2 separate regions of the Mus musculus genome follow, and region 1 is linked to region 2. The links are chromatin contacts, called in public promoter capture Hi-C maps. All regions are on one chromosome and are shown on one strand. Each heading gives the region's core, a stretch centred on a gene start, on an enhancer-like site or on the middle of the called end of the contact. The rest is flanking DNA. Distances are from core to core; before and after follow the strand shown.

Region 1 (6,064 bases), core at 2,970-5,469, 88 kb before region 2:
TGCCAGGTCTCTGTCTCTTTCTGGAGATGCCCCCACCTCCCCACCCCTGTCAGTTGCAGATTTCCATTATTCTCATGGCCATCTGGTTATCCCTCCTGTCCCTCCACACACCTGATCCTGAACACCCCACCTCCCCTCCTTTCAGCTTTTAATTCAGCTCATAGGCCAAATGATACTGCCTCCAATTAGGGCTAGCCTTCCCACCTCAAGTGACCCGGTCCAGACATCCCTTCAGAAGCCAGAATTGTGTTTTCGTCGTGATTCTAAGTTCCATCAAGTTGGAGCTGGAAGGAAGGCTCAAAGGTTAAGAACACTTGTTCTTGCTAAGGACCTGAGTTCGATTCCCCGCACTCTACGATGTTCACATCCATTCGCAACTCCAGTTCCGGGGGATCAGAAAACCTCCTCTGACCCCTGTGAAACCATACATGCAAGTGGTGCACATGCTACATACGTGCAGGCAGAACACTTATGCACATGAAGGAAAAGTAACAAACCTAAAAAACAAACAAATCCCATTACATTTACAGTCAATCTTAACTATCACCTCTCAGCACTCCTGGACTCGAACGTCTTTTTCTATGTTTATTTGAGGCTATCCTGGTATATCTTACTGTGTCAATCAATGGAGTTGTAAACGGAAAGGAAGGAGCGTGCCCTAATCTCAGCCTGCTGTGTGCTGAGTAGGCCGGTCCAGGCTTTAAGGGTAGCCTGGAGTACAAAGTGAAACTTCCATTATCTTTTATTGTTAGGGATCAGGAATAGTAGGCAAGCACTCTATCAATCTATACTTCTAGCCTATGTTAGTGTATTTCGTATATGTGTATGCACATGTGTTTATGTGTGTGTTTATATGCATATATTTGTATGTGCACAAGTCTATGAGTGTTTATTCATAAAGGTCAGAGTTCACTCTCTGTTGTTATTCCAGGTTGCTGAGATCTGGGGTTCCCCAACTGGACGAGGCTGGGTGGGGAGTTCCAAGATCTCTGCCTCCCCAGCACACCTACGCCTGCATTTTTTACATGTAATCTGAAGATTAAACTCAGGTCTGACACTTGTGTCACAAACCCACTGAGCCACATCTTCATCCCGTTACATATTTTAAAACTGTTTCCATTTTAAATTGCTTTAAGTTTTGTGTGTACATAGGCGTAAGTGTCCCCCAGAACGTGTGTCTCTCTGTACACGTGGACATGCTCAGAGGACTACTTTCAGGAGTCCGTTCTCGCCTTACAACAGGTAGGGCCCAGGATTGAAGGACTAGGAGTCACACAGGTTCTCTAAAAGGCAGATGGCCAGGGAGAAGGGCTGGGAACTTCCAAGATGGCCGTCTTCTTCCTCACCCTGCTCCCGACCTTGGACAAAAACCTTGCAACTTAAACAAAGGCCCTTTGGGCTTTACAAGGCCGGATCAGATGTGTTTACACAGCAGCTGGGAGCTGATCAAGCCTAAACCAGGGGAAGGAAACGCCTTCAAAGACCTTAGAAACTCCCAGGCCTCAGGAAGCTAGACTCAGCTCCCTGAGTCTCTTTTTTGCCGTGCAGAGTGTCTTTTTCTCTGTGTGTCTGCTATGTCTGTCTCCTTACTCCTAATACGAGCCTTTCAATGCTGTCTGTGTGCTTCTGTTCTGTGTTTCAGATTGCTCCAATGATACCTGATTTTTTCCCCTGACTTTTCACCCAGTTAAGACCCCTGAATGGTAGCAATCAGACTTGCAACAAGTGCCTGGCTCTCTCACAACCCCTTACGTTATGATTGTTAATGACCATGTAGTGCGACCGACAAGTATTGAGAGCATCACTTTATTTGATATGTTTCTGTGTACACTCCAGCTTGTATGTGCATTTTTGCACACTTGCCTGTTTCCTTCCTGGGGCACGGGTGGGAGGAAGGGACACACATTGTTAAGAGGTTGGAATGCTGCCCCAGTTCATCCCGCGCCCTTTTGCAGCATATAGGAAATGGTTCCTGCTTCTAATTCAGGCAGAATCCTCCAGAGTGATGACTTGCAGGGTTGGAGGAAGTCTTTCAAGTGTGACCCTATGACCTCTGGCAGGAAGCCAGAAAAGAGGGTAAATTGACCACAGACCTCACGTGAGGCAGCCTTGGAGAGTTCTTTAGTGGGGTTTGAGGGAGTTGGGATTTGGGATGAAGTGGGGCAGTGGGGTCAGACCTGGCTCTGTGACCTTGGCTCAGCCATTTGGCCTTCCTACCTGTGGTTTTCCCAGATGTGGAGTAGAGCCAGTATTACTAGCCCCAAAGTGTGGGAGCGCCTGTTCTAAACTCATAATACTTCACAAAGGTGGGCTGACCATAACTTCCGTTTCTTCCACAGAAATCTGCGCAGGTACACTGTGAGGTGCTTTGATTTAAAAAAAAAAAAAAAAAAAAGAAAAGAAAAAGAAAAAGGGGGGAAACTAAGGAATGACACAAGAGAATAGACTCTGGCCCCCATACATACCACATGGACATTCGCGTGCACACACGAGAGAGAGAGAGAGAGAGAGAGAGAGAGAGAGAGAGAGAGAGAGAGAGAATAAGAGAAAGACAGAGAGCTGGGCATGATGGCACATGCCTTTAATCCCATCACTTGGGAGGCAGAGGCAGGCGGATTTCTGAGTTCGAGGCCAGCCTGGTCTACAAAGTGAGTTCCAGGACAGCCAGGGCTACACAGAGAAACCCTGTCTTGAAAAAAAAAGAAAGAAAGAAAGAAAAAGAAAAGAAAAGAAAAGAAAAGAAAAGAGAAAAGAAAAGAAAAGAAAAGAAAAGAAAAGAAAAGAAAAGAAAAGAAAAGAAAAGAAAGAATTACCAGCGCCTAATTATTCATGTATTTCTTTGTTGGCAGGGTCTCATGTAGCCCAGGCTAGCTTGGAACTCAGTGTGTAGCTGAGGATGTCCTTGAACTCCTGATCCTCCTGCCTTTACCCCCTGAGTACTAGAACTAGTGGTGTGCACCATTATACCTCATTTGTACAGTGCTTGAAGTCAACCCTAGGGCTTTGTGCATGGGAAACAAGCATCCTACCAGCAAAGCGATAGCCCTGTCTCACTCTGCTTCTCCAGCATAAGAGTGTTAGTAGCCTGGCAGTGACGGTGCATGCCTTTAATCCCAGCATTTAGGAGGCAAAGTTTTCCAGAGTGAGTTTCAGAACAGCCAGAGCTACACAAAGAAAACCTGTCTTAAACAAAAACAAACAAACAAAAAAAGCTGTGGGACGTGGGCTGGGAGTATAGTCTAATGGTTAGAGTGCTTGTTCAGCATTGCAGGGGTCTTGATCTTCATCTTATTATCACAGAAAGCCTGTATGACACACCTCACTTAATCCTCTCAGCGCTCCGTGACTGTGGGCCGAGCCCTGGATGGTGTAGCTCTGCTGACACGTCTAGGCTCTCTCTCTCTCTCTCTCTCTCTCTCTGTGTTCAGCTTCTCTTACACCCCCCTCCCCAAACAATGAGTATAACTTGCCCTTCTCCGAAGCGGCCTTTGCACAAGCCATTGTCCCTATCAGGAATGCAGCCACCTGGCTCTCCACCCACATGGCCGCCCCTCCATCTGGTTTCCCCACCTTCTTGATAAACCGGGTGCAGTATTCCATTCCAGAAATACATCTAGGTGCATTCACCTGATTGGTGTCTGCTTCCCCCACCACGTCCTTAGGGCTGAGCTTAGGACAAGATGGTAAATATTTGCCAAAGGAATGCATGTTTTTAGTGAAGGAGTCACTGACAGAGTCTCCGGGGTTGGTAGTGTTTCTTGTTCAGTTTCTTTCTGTCTCTCCTTTGGGGTCATCTAGCCAAGACTGGCCCCTAAATTTGCTATGCAGCCAAGGATGACCTTGACCATCCGATGTATTTACTTCTGCCTGCTGAGTGGTCAGATTCCAAGTGTGACATCCATTCTTTGCCGTGCTGGGGGACTGAACCCCCAAGGACTTTCAGGGAGGTGAGCACTCCCTGAGCTGGGACGTTCCTCCCACCCACAGTTTCTCAAACCAGCTCAGACAAGATGACACTTTCGTCCAGAGATACTGGAGAAACTTGGAAGGCTTCCATCTCGAAGGAGGCAATGGCCCCATGCTCTCAGAGATGCGAGAAGGGGGTCAGGGCCAGAGGCACTTGGGTCAATCCACGAGACAGGTCCCCTAGGGAAGTGTGCCTTCAAGAGGATGTGCTGAGCGCAGCTGCCCAGAAGAGGAAGGAACCCACGGGTGGAGTGGAGGGCGGAGACCCTGCGTCCTGTGGCCCAGCAGACATTCCCACGTCTGGCCTCCACCTCTCCCACCCCTAACCATATTGAAATTCACATGCTCACTGTGGCCAGTGTTGCTACAGAGACGGCTTTTCCAGATGGGCAACACTGGGTGTAGACAAAGGTCGAGGACCGAGCCTACGTGCTCACAGTGGGTAGGAGTGGAAACTATTTGGTGCTATTTGGGAAGGTAATTTGTCGATGTGTGTCAGAGCTTCCAAAGTACGGCGCTGTGAGCCACGAATGTTCTAGTGATCTGCTCTAAAGAAACACTAGCATAGCAGATACTGGTAATTACAGAGAGGATGACTGCTCACCAGGGCAGCACGACAGGACCCACCCACTGTCCATCATCTGGGGACAGTTGAACTCTGGTGCCTCACTCACACTGGAGAATGGGCAGTAGTGACGTCACTCAGCTAATCTAGTAAAAACACTTCCTGGTGTGTGTGGGTTACAACCCCAGCAGAACAGAATAGTAAAGAGATTAACAAGCCAAGTGGATTAGGATGAAGTGACATAGGAGGGTGTTTGTGACAATGTATCTTTACATTGTATGTGTGTGTACATTTACATATATGTGAACAGGTAGAGGTCAGAGGTGAACTTCTGGTCTTACTGTTGTCATTATTTTGTGAGATAGGGTTTCTCATTGAACCTGAAGCTCATGGACTCTGCTTGGCTGACTGGCCAACGTGGCCACCTCTGACCTCCTTGTCCTCCTCCAAGACTGGAATCATAGGCTCTAACTTTTTCCTGGGTTCTAGGGATTTGAACTCAGGTCCTCATGCTTGTGTGGTAACTCTTTACTGACTGAGCCATCTTCCCAGCCCCTAGTCTGTATTAAAAAATACATACACAAATACATTTATGTGTCTATATTATAGATTAAAAATATGTATTTCTATGTATGTGGACAGTATATGTGTGTTTCTCTGTGTGTATGCATGTGTGAGGGGTGAACATGGGCCAGGCTATGAATATGGAGGTCAGAAGACCTCTGGGTATGAGCACGCCTTTAATCCCAGCCTTAGGGAGGCAGAGGAAGGCAAAGGTCTGAGTTGGAGGCCAACCTGGTCTACATAGCAATTTCCAGGATAGACAAGATCTTGCCTAAAAACAAATTCTGTCTCTATCTCTATCTCTATACACATACACACAAACATATATTTGTATATATGTGCCTGTGTTTATGGCATGTCTACTAAGGTCCCATTGGCCAAGACTGGCCATATGATGCGGTTCCTGATTTATCCTATTGCGATAAATCCCATCTTGATCCTATCCCAAGCACCTATTGCGGAATGTAGATGCTAGAGGCAAGACCTGGGGGCCACAGCAGTAGCAGTGAGGCACAATGTGTATAGTAAGGTTGTCCTGTATTAAGAAACAGTACATGGGGGATGGAGAGATGGCTCAGCGGTCAAGAGCACTGGCTGCTCCCGAGGGACCTGTGTTAGATTCCAAGCACCCACATGGCAGCTCACAATTGTCCATAACTTCAGTCCTAGGAGACTGGATGCCCTCTTCTGGCCTCTGAGGGTATTACATGTATGTGATGCATACACATGTATAGGTGGTAATACCCATTTTTGTTGTTTTGTTTTGTTTTGTTTTTGTTCTTGGTTTTTTGTTTTTTGTTTTTTTTTTCTGAGACAGTGTTTCTCTGTATAGCCCTGGCTGTCCTGGAATTCACTCTGTAGACCAGGCTGGCCTTGAACTCAGAAATCTGCCTGCCTCTGCCTCCCAAGTCCTGGGATTAAAGGCATGCACCACCACCACCACCTGGCCAGTAATGCACATTTTAATAA
Region 2 (6,084 bases), core at 1,770-4,269:
TAGCGTGTTAACTTGAACAGTGAATGGATTTGTCCATGAGAAAACCAAGAAACATTTTCCTTAGGAGATTCTCTGTTTTGGATTTAAAGTGCTCTCCCCAATAAATTAGATAGACAGACAGACGGACAGACCTCAGTAAAGCTTTTGCATACCCCATTCCCCACTGAGTGGAGAAGCTCCAGCTGCTTTGCATGCAGCTGGTGTTACAGCTGCCAGGCAGAGCTCACCTAAGACGGGCGCTGCTGCAGATCAGGGTCTCTTAAAGCCTTGCGTCACTAAACTAGTAAAGCTAACCTGGCTGGCGTTCAGTGCCTGGTTGGGAATCTGGGCTTGGTTAGAGCTGGTATCCCTGAGACCAAGGACCAGAATGGCAGTACCGTCACGCATGAGCTCAAGAATAGTTGCCCTTGGCTCCTCCTGTCTGTCTCACACCCTCCAGAGTGTTCCCTGGCAATGTTTCTGCCAAGTAGGCATTGTCTGAACCTTTACCCTCATCACCAAATTCTTAGTGGGTTAATGCCACACAGGGGATGGAGCAAGTAGCAGGGTTCCTAAGGGACTCTAGATTCCAAGGCTATCCCCAGCTCTCAGCCAGGAGTGCGTCTGTAGGAGAGCCAAGCCGCTGGCTGTGTAACAAGCTGGTCTGGGGAATGTTGGAAAGAGCAAGCACCTGGCTGCCCTGCTGGCCTCTCAAAGCTTTCTCCTAGGAGTATCTCCTCACCAGAGCAAGGTGGGCCTTGCTTGGCTTCTGGATAGCCTATGGGTATATGGGGAGATTGACATGATGCCTAGGATTCCCATGGGCTGATAGAGCCTTAGAGATAGGACATCTTGGGTCATTGTGGAGAACAGTTATTTCCTGTTGTGATAAGAGGCTAGTGAGCAACATCTCAAGTCCTTATTTTGGTTCTCTAGAAAATTGTGCAAGCAGGTGACAAGGACCTTGATGGGCAACTGGACTTTGAAGAGTTTGTACATTACCTCCAAGATCATGAGAAAAAACTGAGGCTGGTGTTCAAGAGTCTGGACAAAAAGAATGATGGTGAGTTTAGCTATAGCTTCTCTGCCGGGCAGGCCTTAGCTTACTGAATGCTGGACCCTGCTAATGGTTCTCGTTGTCACAGGTCGAATCGATGCTCAGGAGATCATGCAGTCCCTGCGGGACCTGGGTGTCAAGATCTCGGAACAGCAGGCGGAGAAGATTCTTAAGAGGTGAGTGAGTGTGGTGAGCTTTGTTCTAGGGGATGCTTTAATGGCTTTTGGACTAATTTGTGTGCTGTTCACTCTTGGCCTGCATCCCTGAAGCTGGCCCTGTGTTTAGGAGGAGGGATAAGAAGCCCCTTCCCATAGTAAGCTTCTCCTGAGGTTGCAGCCCTACTCTCACAGAAGAGTCATAAATCTGGAATTAACCCAATGCCTGCAACCTTTAAAATGATAAGATTAGTTGTGGGCATTTCTCGTTAGTGAGAAGTGTCCCTGAATATTCTCTGCCTGATGGGGAGGGACATGTGTGGTCCTTAACTTAGGTTCTGCTATAGCTTGTTCTTTCCTCTGTAGCCACATATGCTGGCCAGAAAGATGGCTCACTCATGAGCAGAGGGCTGCCGGAAAGCCCTGCAAGTAGAGAACAGTTTGTACCTGGCTGGCCTGAAAGCCGCCTGGTCACAGGGACAGCAACCCCAGGAGCCCAGTCCTGCCCACTTCCTCGTGCTGTGCTGGCCCCTGGTGTCTTTGGGTGTGTGCTTGCTTTACTAACCTGCTCAGCGCATTTATTTGTGTTGTTTCTCCTTTCTCCTTTGCATCCTCCTTTGTCTGTCTGTCAGAATACGGACGGGCCACTTCTGGGGCCCTGTCACCTAGTAAGTATCTGTGTTTTCCCGTGATTCCCTCCCTCCCTGATCAGAATGGGGTTCCTGTGGGCCAGCACATCTCCATTTTATGGAAAATGGGGTATGGAGCCACCTTACTCTTTCTCATGGGCAAGGTGCCTTTGGTGTCCTGGGTGGCTATGGCACCTGCCTCCATCCCATCTAAGTGGTAGGGCACACAACTGGCAGGTGGGTGTGACACGTGCGACTGACCATGCTTCTGCTTACAGCATGGATAAGAATGGCACGATGACCATCGACTGGAACGAGTGGAGGGACTACCACCTCCTGCACCCTGTGGAGAACATCCCGGAGATCATCCTGTACTGGAAGCACTCGACGGTGAGGCACACACCCACTGTCCACTCAGGCAGCCGTCTTTGTCTGGCATCTCTCAGTCCATCCCCATCTAGGCCTGGGGGTGGGGGTGGGGGTGGGGGGTCGGTCTTGATGATACACTGAGATGTTGTCCCTCCTTTGCCAGCCACATGCCCCTCCTCCTCCGATACAGTGACCAGCCTGCACCCTTGACCCTTTGCTGGGTGTACCTTCCTATCCCTGTATGCCTCTGCCCTTCACGGGCCATTTCAAATATCTCCTTTTCCTATGTTGCCGATTCTCCCAGAAGCAGACAGTCTGTCCTCCACGGGATAGGAGAAGAAACCTTGTTACAGATGCCTCCTCTTTCCCTGTGTTTCTTTTTTAGTATCATTTCTCTCTATGGCAAAAATACATGTTTTGGCTGAGACATAGGAGCCCCATGAGTTAAAGGCCAGCCTGGGCTACAGAGTTAGACTCTTGATTTTGGGGGTTTGGTTTTGATAAGCACTCCCTGTAGGGCCTGCATATTGTTTTCACTCTGTTAGCATGATCCACATTCAGACAGATGTGGATCCACAACTAGAAATGTTGGTCTTACTTAAAAGACTTCTGGTGTTCTTGGCTGGGCTACCCCTGCCTTATCCTCTCTGAATCCACAATGCCGGGTCAGGGCTTCTTGGGTGAAAGTAAGTGACTGATTCTAGGGTTCAGACAGCTAGCCTGTCTCTGGCCTGCAGCCCAGAGGTCAGCAGAGCTGGCTGGGACCAGTTCCAGAGAGAAGGTATTACGCAGGCAGCATAGCACCCTGCTTGCTTAGCCTTGCATAACACTCTGTTCTGCTGGCAATCTGGTTCTGTATCAGGTTGCAGGGTTTGTACCCATCTTCCCTGATCCTTGTAGTCTAGCCCTAAAGTCCTTGCGGAAAGTTCCAGGAGCTTCCTTTACAAGGGCAACCCAACAGTGTTGTAATGTTTCCTCGATTGCTACCTGCTCCTTTCTAGACCATGTACAGGTCAAGAGCTGCAGCTACTATCAGGGCAAAGGGAGAGTGGAATGCAGTGACCACGGCCAGGATGTTGTGAGTAAAGTTGGCTATGTCTCTGCTTGTCTCCCCCATAGATCTTCGATGTCGGTGAGAATCTGACAGTCCCAGATGAGTTCACAGTGGAGGAGAGGCAGACGGGGATGTGGTGGAGGCACCTGGTGGCAGGAGGTGGGGCAGGGGCAGTTTCCAGAACCTGCACTGCCCCCCTGGACAGACTGAAGGTGCTCATGCAGGTGAGCAGGAAAGCGAGCAGATTTTTACCCGTGGTTCATTGGAGGCTCAGCTTCCCCTCCCTCCCTCAGCTGGCTCCTTGCTTTAAAACCCGGAACCTCCCACCGCAGCTAATGAAATTGGAGTTAATGCTTCGCAGGCCCCAGTAGATCCCAGCCTAGGTGACCTTTGTGCTTAGCTGGTCTAATTATATCAGAGAAACATAAGCTGCGTATCACCTTACTTGGGCTTGTTACTTGGATTCCGTAAGTGCATCTCAGGATGGATAAGATGCCTCATGGAAGGCAGGGAGAGCAGATCCTTGCATGACCTAGAAGCAGTGCCTTTACCTTGGCTGAGCATGCAACTCCACGTCCTCAGGGCAGAGATAAGCTTGTCTGATGTCAGGGAAGCATTGTGAAATGACCCACATGAGGACACTGGTGGACTTTGATGTCTGTCTGAACAGTGACCAGTTACCCCATTTTGCTTCTGTCTGGCACTTTCGGTGCCAGGAGGCCTACCCAGAAACAGCACATGCCCCAGAACCCCCCTGGACAGACCAAAGGTGCTCGTGCAGGTGAGCAGGAAAGCGAGCAGATTTTTACCCATGATTCATGGGTGGCTCAGCTTCCCCTCCCTCCCTCAGCCGAACCTCCCACCGCAGCTAATGGAATTGGAGTGCTTTGCAGGCACTACCCCACCCCCCTTGGCATAAGTAACTACGTGGGATCTCCCTTTACCTTCCAGAAACAACGATGCAAAAGATGTAGAAAGGCTTAGCCTAGTGTGTGCTGGCCCTTCCTCCCAGCTTCCAGAGCCTCTGAGAAAACAGAAGCATGAACAGTTCCCTCTTACTCCTTTTTTAACAGAGTTCTAGGGATATAGTGAGAGAGAGCAAGAGCTGTCCTCTCTGGGTTGGTGGGGCATGCCTCTAATCCTAGCACTTGGGAAGGATGAAAATCAAGGCCAGCCTGAACTGCATAGTATGAGAGCCTGACAAAAACTAAATAAATACAATAAAACAAAATAATAAAACACCCAGCCATGCTTGCTGAGTCACAGGACATTAAATTGAATTACTTAGAGGAAAGAGCCTCTCTGAAGAGGTTCTCCAAAACGGCTCCTCCCAGGGTAGACTGTGGAGTCTTCCCTCTATCCTGCTGAGTCCCTCTGATCTCTTGTCCTCCTCAGGTCCATGCCTCCCGCAGCAACAACATGTGCATCGTAGGTGGATTCACACAGATGATTCGAGAAGGGGGAGCCAAGTCACTCTGGCGGGGCAACGGCATCAATGTCCTCAAAATTGCCCCTGAGTCGGCCATCAAATTCATGGCATATGAGCAGGTGAGGACCTGGGAGAGGGTTGCCAGCTGGCTGCTGCTTATGCAGTATCTGCTGGTCTGAGGTCCCTGAAATTAGAGCCAATGTTTGTACTCAAAGGACAGCAAGATCAATGGCCTGGGCATGACCCCAGCTCTCTTACTACCTCCTTCCATTTGGGGACAGCATAGATAGCTTCACGGTCACAGGTTTCATCCAAAGCTGGCTGTAAGAGCAAGGGCGGGCCAGAAGTGCTGTGGTCCCCCGGTGCATCCCCTTGTTTTCCTATTTTAGATGAAACGGCTTGTCGGTAGTGATCAGGAGACGCTGAGGATCCACGAAAGGCTTGTGGCAGGCTCCTTGGCCGGAGCCATTGCCCAGAGTAGCATCTACCCAATGGAGGTAAGGGCCAGCAGTCCTGGAGTGGGCGGTACACACATGGGACACAGAGGAACGGGCGGTGTTCATACTTGACACTCTGATTGCAGGTTCTGAAGACCCGAATGGCCCTGCGGAAAACAGGACAGTACTCCGGCATGCTGGACTGTGCCAGGAGGATCTTGGCTAAAGAGGGTGTAGCTGCCTTCTACAAAGGCTACATCCCCAACATGCTGGGGATCATCCCCTATGCTGGCATCGACCTAGCTGTCTATGAGGTGAGGCCCTCTTGGCAGTAGGGCCTGGGACAGGGAGGGAAATAAAGGACCTGCCTGGTACCAACACCCTGTGAGAGATGCTTAGATGAGAGATAGCAGTTAGCTCTCTTCTGCAGTGGTCTCCTGTCTCTCTACCTTCTGCACAGCAGGCCTGAACTCTGGCCCAGGTTCTTTACCCTCTTAGGGTCCAGAGGTTCAGCAGGCAGACCCAAGAACAGTGGCCACTGGGGGCTCACATATCTCCACAGACTGAGAGTACAGAGCCAGGTGCTCTGTGTGGGAACATAGCGCTCCCTCTACCCTCATTCTGCTTCCTGTCCTAGCCAAGAGCCTCAAGTGACAATGGATGCCAAAGGCAGGCAAGTCAGGAGTTCAGCAAGGCCCAGGCCAAGTGAATCAGGTTACTTTGGCTTCTCAGATCCCACGTGATAGGAAACAGCTTTCCTGTAGATCCAATACCTGCCCCACCCCCCAGTGTGAGTCTCCCACACTGGCTCTTTAAGGCTAACTTCTGTATCCCATCTCCCTCTAGACATTGAAAAATACCTGGCTCCAGCGCTACGCAGTAAACAGTGCAGACCCCGGTGTGTTCGTGCTCCTGGCCTGTGGTACTATCTCCAGTACTTGTGGCCAGCTGGCCAGCTACCCACTAGCCCTGGTC

Evidence for each region. Capture Hi-C pulls out chosen DNA fragments and counts their contacts.
Region 1: a contact with region 2 is called in a promoter capture Hi-C map of adipose tissue. The contact joins two enhancer-like sites. A contact is called at or near these places in 1 of 39 promoter capture datasets (the SN4741 cell line), 1 of 484 Hi-C or Micro-C datasets (bone marrow-derived macrophages), 16 of 115 datasets of contacts at active chromatin or transcription factors (SST interneurons, T-cell acute lymphoblastic leukemia, acute myeloid leukemia and 13 more) and 3 of 9 other capture datasets (adipose tissue, liver and pancreatic islet).

Annotation. Positions count from the first base shown.
Region 1 is chr2:32,505,441-32,511,504 of GRCm38.p6, reverse strand. No RefSeq gene overlaps it. Among named protein-coding and RNA genes, the nearest start is that of Fam102a, 27 kb to the left of the region's middle. Within about 2 kb of position 4,219, at least 20 of the 459 cell types and tissues checked have an H3K27ac peak or open chromatin away from gene starts, as enhancers often do. A contact at or near this core is called in adipose tissue, where this site is marked.
Region 2 is chr2:32,416,431-32,422,514 of GRCm38.p6, reverse strand. It overlaps Slc25a25 (solute carrier family 25 (mitochondrial carrier, phosphate carrier), member 25), which reads left to right. Exons shown (of 10, transcript NM_001164357.1): 2 at 916-1,042; 3 at 1,125-1,212; 4 at 2,099-2,210; 5 at 3,309-3,467; 6 at 4,639-4,791; 7 at 5,062-5,169; 8 at 5,256-5,423; 9 at 5,956-6,084. Among named protein-coding and RNA genes, the nearest start is that of Ptges2, 24 kb to the right of the region's middle. Within about 2 kb of position 3,019, at least 44 of the 459 cell types and tissues checked have an H3K27ac peak or open chromatin away from gene starts, as enhancers often do. A contact at or near this core is called in adipose tissue, where this site is marked.